Regions from separate parts of the Zea mays genome. Here region 2 is linked to region 1. A link is a contact called in public Hi-C data. All regions are on one chromosome and are shown on one strand. The core of a region is the stretch at or near the end of the contact, and the rest is flanking DNA. Distances in the headings are between cores, read along the strand shown. Region 1 holds the start of LOC542346 (crinkly 4). Region 2 holds the start of LOC100273126 (diaminopimelate decarboxylase).

What was found. A called contact is a pair of places that touch in the nucleus more often than the background predicts.
Region 2: a contact with region 1 is called in a Hi-C map of leaf, with 2.6 times the contacts expected there. The contact joins the promoter of LOC100273126 here to the promoter of LOC542346 in region 1. A contact is called at or near these places in 5 of 25 Hi-C or Micro-C datasets (bundle sheath, ear and leaf).

Annotation. Positions count from the first base shown.
Region 1 is chr10:5,164,780-5,168,991 of Zm-B73-REFERENCE-NAM-5.0, forward strand. It overlaps LOC542346 (crinkly 4), which reads left to right and starts at 2,119. Exons shown (of 3, transcript NM_001348726.1): 1 at 2,119-2,283; 2 at 2,467-2,641; 3 at 2,780-4,212. The coding sequence starts at 2,838.
Region 2 is chr10:5,320,445-5,324,656 of Zm-B73-REFERENCE-NAM-5.0, forward strand. It overlaps LOC100273126 (diaminopimelate decarboxylase), which reads left to right and starts at 2,388. Exons shown (of 8, transcript NM_001147573.1): 1 at 2,388-2,925. The coding sequence starts at 2,432.

The DNA.
Region 1 (4,212 bases), core at 869-3,368:
AGTTGTTGGTTCTTCATATGAGAAGCAATCGACCTTCCTTGTCTACGTGCACCAAACTGAGCAGTCAGCGATCTATTTCCTTCTATGGCTGAGCCGACCGTTGTGTGCCTTCGGTCGCATGGCACACTGGACATGACTTGCCCGAGGCAGCAGCTCGCCCGAGGCCAATCGCCTGACGCAGTCGCGACCCTCCCGAGGCCAACTTCGGCATGAGACATTGTTTCGATTCGCCCGAGACCAACACGATTTGCCCGAGGCCAACTCCAGGCGGGAGACGCAGTTCCGATTCGCCCGAGGCCAACCTCGGCGGGAGACGCGAATTCGATTCGCCTGAGGCCAACTTTGGCAGGAGACACGGTCATGGTTCGCCCGAGCGCCTCTCTGACTCGCCCAAGTGTATCACAGACTCACCCAAGCGCATCTCTGCCTTACCTGAGGGTGTCTCTAGTGATTGTCCGGTGAGGCTGAGACTAGCCCAAGTTTGGCCAAACTTCTTCACTCCATTTTTGGCTCGACGTGATAAGTTCCCTTTATCTTTTTGATTCATAGAGGTTTGCAATATTCCCAATTTCAAGCCCAAAAGTGTTTTTCTTATTTTCCTCAATCTTCTGGACTTGATTGCTTCAATGTGCTTTCTAAACACCTATGCTCATGCTCGTAAGGGGAATGTTAGTTCATAGTAATGTGTTGAGCATTTAATCACCAAAACAACTAGAAATTGCCCAAGGGCATATTTTCCTTTCACCTCCACCAAAAGGCAAGGGGGATATGTTGAGCACCAAAAATATCATACGAGACGGTCCGGCCCTATAGGCCGGACAGTCCGCGGTCCAAACGGTCCGCGAGGGTGACGCAGACGGTTCACGTGTGCACAGAATCAGTTAGGGTTCCAGATTTCTAGCGAGATTTGTTAGCAAAACCTGTGAGATTAACTCGATAACCAACTTGTAACGGGTCCAGACCTCCACCCTTTATATAAATGAAGGGGTACGACCGATTGAACCCCCATAATCGATCCAATCAAATCTACTTATCAATTTTACTTTATTTGTATCGTTCTTTTAGTTCCAAATACTAGGAGGAGTAATCTAGCCTTATATTTAGATCTACTTTAGTCTTCAACAACAATCTCTCTTTGACTCTACACCGATTAGAAACGCATCGGGCGACCTGCCGACCCGGAGCAACGCCTTGGAACTCTCCCCCTCGACGAGATCTCTCTCGGGGGGGAGTTTTAGGGTTCTTCGCGGAGAAGAAGACCCTCCGAAAGCGTGCAAAGAAGGATTCACTTCTGCGCCCAGGTCATGGACCGTCCGGCCTTGTGCCGCGGGCCGTTTGCACCTCCGCAGAGAGCACCGACAAGTGGTTTGTTCCAATGTTTGGCGCCCAGATCGGCGTCAACACCCATCACTATCCATGCTCCATTGAGATAAATCTCCGATGGGGATCCCTAACCTCACATAGGCCCTGTTTGGATTCCTGTGGCAAATTATCTAATTTTAGCACCTTAGCCTCCAAATAGACTTGTTAATAAATTGACTAATTGTTAGCCGGAGGGCTCGCAAACTTTTTGTCTATTAGCCATTTGACCTTGCAATATGTGCTAATAGAACGTGTAAATAGAAAAAAACATCTATTAGCCAAGACTCTAAACATACACTGGATAATTATTGCTAGCTAATTATCTGGTGACTAATTGTTAGCCACTGACAATCAATTAGCCGCGAGGATCCAAACAGAACTTAATCATTTATTATTAATACAAAGCATTATCACATATATATATCTTATCAGATATAAAAAATTACCATGTGTATATTAAAATAATATATATTTATATAATTAGCGATTTTTGATAAAGTAATTATTTGTTTTATCATTAACTATTGTAGAAAACATTGTTACACGGTTCATATTCACGTGTATGGGGGGGGGGGGGGGGATTCCCCGTTTGTCTCCTCATAAGGAAAATTAATTTTTTATTTCTTATTCTATGATAAAAGAATTCTCTATGGAAAACGGAGGATCCGGACCCATTAACATCTCAGTCGCGGCCACCGTTGGACATGCTCTTATTGCCCAACAGCCCCGGACAGGCAGCCTTCACCCCTGCTCGCTGTGTCTTCTCCACTTCGCCCTGCGTACGCTCTCCCGTCTCACTCTCTCTCCCCCTCCACCTCGTTCGTGGCGACGACAGGGCGACCGCCGCTGCCACCGCCGCCTCTCCACTGTGTGCCCAGTGCTTTGTCCGGCCGTTCGCCGGCGACGGGCACTCACCACCAGGTACGCGCCCCGCCCCTTCACTTCTCTGCTTTTCCTGCTGCGCGAATCCGAGCACCCAAACCCTAACCTAATGCTACTCGGCAATTTATAACCGGATCTGATCTAACTGCGAGTGTACACATGTATTGTGCCTGCTAACTTCGTTTTTTATTTTGTTGTTTTTGCAAAAATTACCCCTTGTAGGTGACAAAGGAAAAGGAAGAGGGGCAGCAAATCGGTGCGCTGCTGTTCATCAAATGCTGGGGAGGAAACCAACAGATCAGGGGCCTGGTGAAATGCTGCGCAGCGAGGGTGACTGACTGGCCACTCCGCCCGCCGACCCCCGTTTCGTGCTTACTGGCATGCTCGCAGCATAAAGGTTCTCACTTTTTGACTCTTGTTTCTTTACCTATAATAAGACTGGTTCTGAGATAGTTTTTTAGTTTAGTTTAGTAGAATAGGACTCATCCGATGCCTGCTGGTCGTCTGGTGCTAACAAAAGCTAAAATACATGCAGGAATCTTCTCGGAATTAGCCCCCCTTCCTGTGGTCGTGACGGCCCCAAGTTTCAAGACATGGACCATGTGCCGGCTCTAGTTCTTGCCGGGTGCTGCTTCCTGGCCCTGCTGCCTGGCTGGGCCTGTGGCCTTGGCTCCATGTCGTCCATTGCGGTGTCCTATGGGGAGGATGGTCCGGTGTTCTGTGGCCTCAACTCCGACGGCTCCCACCTCGTCGCCTGCTTCGGTGCTGATGCATCTGTCCTGTACGGCGCACCACCCAACATCCCTTTCCTTGGCCTCACGGCAGGGGATGGGTTCGTGTGTGGCCTCCTGCTCGACACCAGGCAGCCATACTGCTGGGGTAGCAACTCCTATGTCAAGAGCGGGGTGCCACAGCCGATGGTTGAGGGCGCAAGGTACTCTGAGCTCAGTGCGGGGGACAACCACCTCTGCGCACTGAGAGCTGCTCAAGATGGGGGTCGTGGTTCCAGTGCTGCTACATCGCTGATTGACTGCTGGGGATACAATATGACCGCCACACATGCTGTTGATGAAGCCGTGTCGACTGTTTCAGCTGGTTCGGTGTTCAATTGTGGCTTGTTTGCTCGGAACAGGACGGTGTTCTGCTGGGGCGACGAGACGGTGAGTGGTGTCGTTGGGCTGGCACCGAGGGATCTGCACTTTCAGTCTATAGGCGCGGGCGGTTACCATGTCTGTGGGGTGTTGGAGAATGCACAGGTGTTCTGCTGGGGCAGGAGCTTGGAGATGCAGCAGGTGGTGCCATCCAGTGCTATCGGTGATGGTGATGTGAACATAGTGCCGATGGATGCAATGAGCACTGTGGTTGGCGGGCGGTTCCATGCTTGTGGCATCAGGAGCCTTGACCACCAAGTGGCTTGCTGGGGCTTCACTCTTCATAACAGTACATCGCCACCAAAAGGGCTGAAGATGTATGCTCTTGTGGCTGGGGATTACTTCACTTGTGGAGTGCCTGCTGAGACTTCGCTGATGCCGAGGTGCTGGGGCAACAGTGGGCCATTGGCATTACCCATGGCCGTACCTCCTGGGATTTGTGTACCTACTGCATGCAGCCATGGGTACTATGAATATGTGAACCATGGTGAAGTTGGCAGCATCAAGGTGTGTAAGCCTGCAAACTCTAGACTCTGCTTGCCCTGTAGTACAGGTTGCCCGGAAGGCTTGTATGAGTCATCTCCTTGCAATGCAACAGCTGACCGTGTTTGCCAGTTTGATTGCTTGAAGTGTGTCACAGATGAGTGCCTGTCATTCTGCTTATCACAGAAGCGGACCAAGAGCCGCAAGTTGATGGCTTTTCAGATGCGCATCTTTGTTGCAGAGATTGTCTTTGCTGTCGTCTTGGTACTCAGCGTGTCAGTAACCACTTGCCTGTATGTCCGGCACAAGCTTCGACATTGCCAATGCTCAAATA
Region 2 (4,212 bases), core at 1,138-3,637, 160 kb after region 1:
GAACAAGTGTACATTGAATCAAATTAGGTTCACACATGCAGACTGTTGTTTTACTAGTACACAAACGTCAACGAACCAGACACTGAATCGCAGAAGGTTCCTAATACTAATAGATATTAACATGACTAGTACACAGTCTCTAACTAGATGTTACATTTTCCCTTCTTGGGGAGTGGTGGTTTTCCTCCTACCACTAGAGGTACAACTACACTTATCATCCAATACAACCACCTTCACATATATACAACAACATTCAATTGTGATAATGAAACAAACAGAACAAACTCTCGGAAATGATTGAACAAAATAACATACCACAATAGCAGACAACCCTTTCTTCTTCTCCCAAGCATAGATCCTCCAAAGGCAATCACCACCCTTACAATAACCTATGTATCTAGTTGCTGAAGTAACGTCAATGCCTGACTCAAACTCATGCTTTATGTCATATTGTCTCATAACAATTTTGAACTCCCTCATGTTAGGAAATAAGCTGTCTGGCTACATTGCAGGATTCATTCTGTCATACATTACCCTTCTCTCATCTAGTAGGTAGTCTTTACATGGTTGGTCTGCAAGGTAATCAAAAACCATATTTCCACACTATCTTCCACATTCCGTGTACCACATGTACATGCTTCATCTCTTCTTTTTTTGCTCGGCTTCGTCCTCATTCATCAATCCAAGTCCATAGTACATCTCATGTTCATGTGACATGTCATGTCTTCCTTCCTCAATCATCTGATAATATCATAGCATCCCAATCAACTTGTTGTGTTGCAACAAACAAATAATTGTCCTACAAATTGAAGCATCCTAGATCGGGTTAACTGTGCACATACATCGTACAACGGAATACAAATTATGACATCACCAACAACATAGATCCACCAAACAAATTAAGCATTCAACGAAGTAACTGATCATAATATGTTGCCGAACTTAGTGATGACCTGAGTACCAATGAAGGGCACAACAACTAATGATGACACAAAAGCAGTGTTCAACCTCGGTGGGCTTGGTGAACCTCCTTTTCGACTTCTCATTTGGGAATTTCCCCGATCTGGGAGATAACGAGGTGAGTCACGGTGGCCCACCAAAATCGTTGGATTGTGGAGGAGTGTCGTCCATGGTGGCGGGAGATCTGTTGGTGGTGGCTATGGATCCAGGCTCGACCGAGGGCCTGAGAGCGCTCCTCGACGCAGAGGGGAGGAGGACAAGGAGGGGAGGAGCGACATACTCACATTGTGTACCCCTTGCCATCGGTTTGCACCATGTCAAGGTCTAATCACCGATATAAGTCGCGCGATGCTTAACCTTTTCCATTCATCACGTTTCCTTTTTTGTTTCGTTTCTAAGGTGGTAGATGACACAATTGTGATTCCATTTCAGTAGAGCCAACCCTGTCAGCTTCCATAATTGCAAAAATCTGGTCGAGACGCCATATAAGGCCTTATTTGTTCGGGTTACTTCTACGCCATATGGATTAGATATGATTGATAAAAACAGTAGAGATTTTGATTTGCTATAGATTTAAATCTACTCATTCTCATTCAGGTCTTGTTCGGTTATTGATATTCCATATGGATTGAAGTGTATTGGGTGAGATTGAGATGGATTTTGACCAACTTTTTTGGATTTTAGCCCTTTTTGGGTTTTTTTTGCACAACTATACCCTTTACAATTTCATTTCAAAAAAATGGACCCTAACCTCGGCGCCATCATCATTGGCGCCGAGGTAACACACATCGACGCCAGTACCATTGGCGCCAACTTTTCCTACGTGGCAGCCGATGTGGCAAGTCCCAGGGGGTCGGCGCCATAGATCTTGGCGCCGACCCCCCTTGACGGTGGGGTCCGGTGCTATTCAGGGGGGTCGGCGCCAAGATCTATGACGCCGACCCCCTGAGACTTGCCACATCGACTGCCACGTAGGAAAAGTTGGCGCCAATTATGTTGGCGCCACTATGTGTTACCTCGGCGCCAATGATGACGACGCCGAGGTAAGGGTCCATTTTTTGAAATGAAACTACAAAGGGCATAATTGTGCAAAAGAAACCCCAAAAGGACTAAAATGCAAAAAAGCTGGGGATTTTGACTTGCTATGGATTTCCGACTCAATCCCACCCAATCCACGTGGATTAACGCAAAAACGAACTAGCCCTCACGTGGATTCAGTGGATTCAGATGAAAACAAACGTGCCCTGAGTTTGATTGGTGTGGAATATCTGGTATCTGAAAAATAAATAAAATAAAATAAATTGGAGAAAAAGAGAACAACCGAGCAAGTCCGTCAGACATAAACAATTCGTGTGACTGAGGCCCGTCACATGTGGAGGTCAAATCCACGTGTTTGCGTGGAATTGCGATAGTCGCACAGAGCACTTTTGCTAAATCGCTAGTTCGTTTCCTAAACCCTAGCAAAGTAGGAATGGCGTCGGCGAGCATGCTCGCGCGCTCCCTTCTCCGCACCCCAGACCCTACCCAAACGAGCCACCCGAACCGCCGGAGCGCCGCTGTCGTCTCCTTCCCCCGCCGCCACCGCCGCCTGTCCGTGCGCGCCTCCGTCTCCACGGCCTCCCCTTCCCCACCGCCACAGCCCGCGGCGGCGGCTGCCGGCGTGCCGAAGCACTGCTTCCGGCGCGGGGCCGATGGCTACCTGTACTGCGAGGGAGTGCGGGTGGAGGACGCGATGACGGCTGCCGAGCGCAGCCCCTTCTACCTCTACAGCAAGCCACAGATCCTCCGCAACTTCGCCGCCTACCGCGATGCTCTCCAGGGGCTCCGCTCCATCATCGGGTATGCCGTGAAGGCCAACAACAACCTCCCCGTGCTACGCGTCCTGCGTGAGCTTGGCTGCGGCGCCGTCCTCGTCAGCGGCAACGAGCTCCGACTCGCCCTCCAGGCGGGATTCGACCCCGCCAGGTGCGGTTCTTGTTCCAATTTTTTTTTCCTGGGATGGACCGGTGTCATTGAGCAAATGTGTCTGCACTTGCCGGTGGAAGAATACTTTTCTGCTGTTGTTCATTGCTTTAATTTCGGATGGATGAGAATAAATTATGTTGCATTTGCTGCTGCTGCTGATGAAGGCCGTGTCTGTATATCTGGTATGGATAGCAGTAATGTTAGGTTATTTTAGCGAGAACACAAACTGCAGTAGCCACTGTAATACGTTATCATGTTAAAAATTTCGAATCTTCATTTCAGAGGTCAGGGATGATTATTAGTTGGATAAGCATCATGTTATCAGGTTGATATGGATACATTATTATTTTAGGGTATTTACCCCCCAAAAAAACCCATATGCAGATATGATTTTAGTATTTTTGTAATAAAAAATAACAATGCAGATTAAAATTCAGGAAGCATTGAAATTGCCTCACTCATTTCTGATTTCTTCAACTTCAAGACTCAAAGTCCAAAGTTGCAGACAAAAACCAAATATGAACGCATCACAATATAAGTCTCAATGTCTTATCCTTGTTGTATTTAAATGGTGGTGGAATGGAGGACTGAAGTATACCTTAATCTTCACTGTCAGCAAACATTTTCAGGAGATATCCAGAAGATAGCAGCAGGACAATGCAATGTAGCTACCAGCAACAGTAACATGTCAAATTCCAACTTCTATGACAGAACAGAAGTATACAATTAACAAATATATACAACAAGACATGCAAACAAGTCTCACACCTCAAATAACAAATCACTGAATAAGAATTCACAACTAGACATGCATAAGTTCAACGTAGGAAGATAGCAGTACCTAAGTTGTATTACACAACAAACATAGCCTCAAACGTATTAAATTATAAAGGGCACTGCAGGTCGTCTAGCTGAGCTGGTTAGGTGGTTTGAATAGCACTCCTCAAGTCCCGAGTTCGAATTCTAGTGGGAGTGAATTTCAGGCTGAGGTTAAAAAAGGTCACTCGCTGGTTCCCCTGGTTGTGTGCACATGAGATGGACTGACCTATAGGGGGTGGATCCTCGTATAGGGGCTAGGAGGGCTTAAAACACGAGTAAAGATCTGGCCTATAGGGGGTGGACCCTCATGCTGCACAGGGGACCAGCTTTCGTGACCTTTCTCGGCTGGGGCTCCGATTGAGCTTCTTCTTAATATAATAACCGGGGGGGGGGGGGGGGTCTTTCCCCTACCGGCCGAGTTTTGTAAAGGTTTCAAGCGTGTTACATGGACTTCAAGCCCAAAAGCGA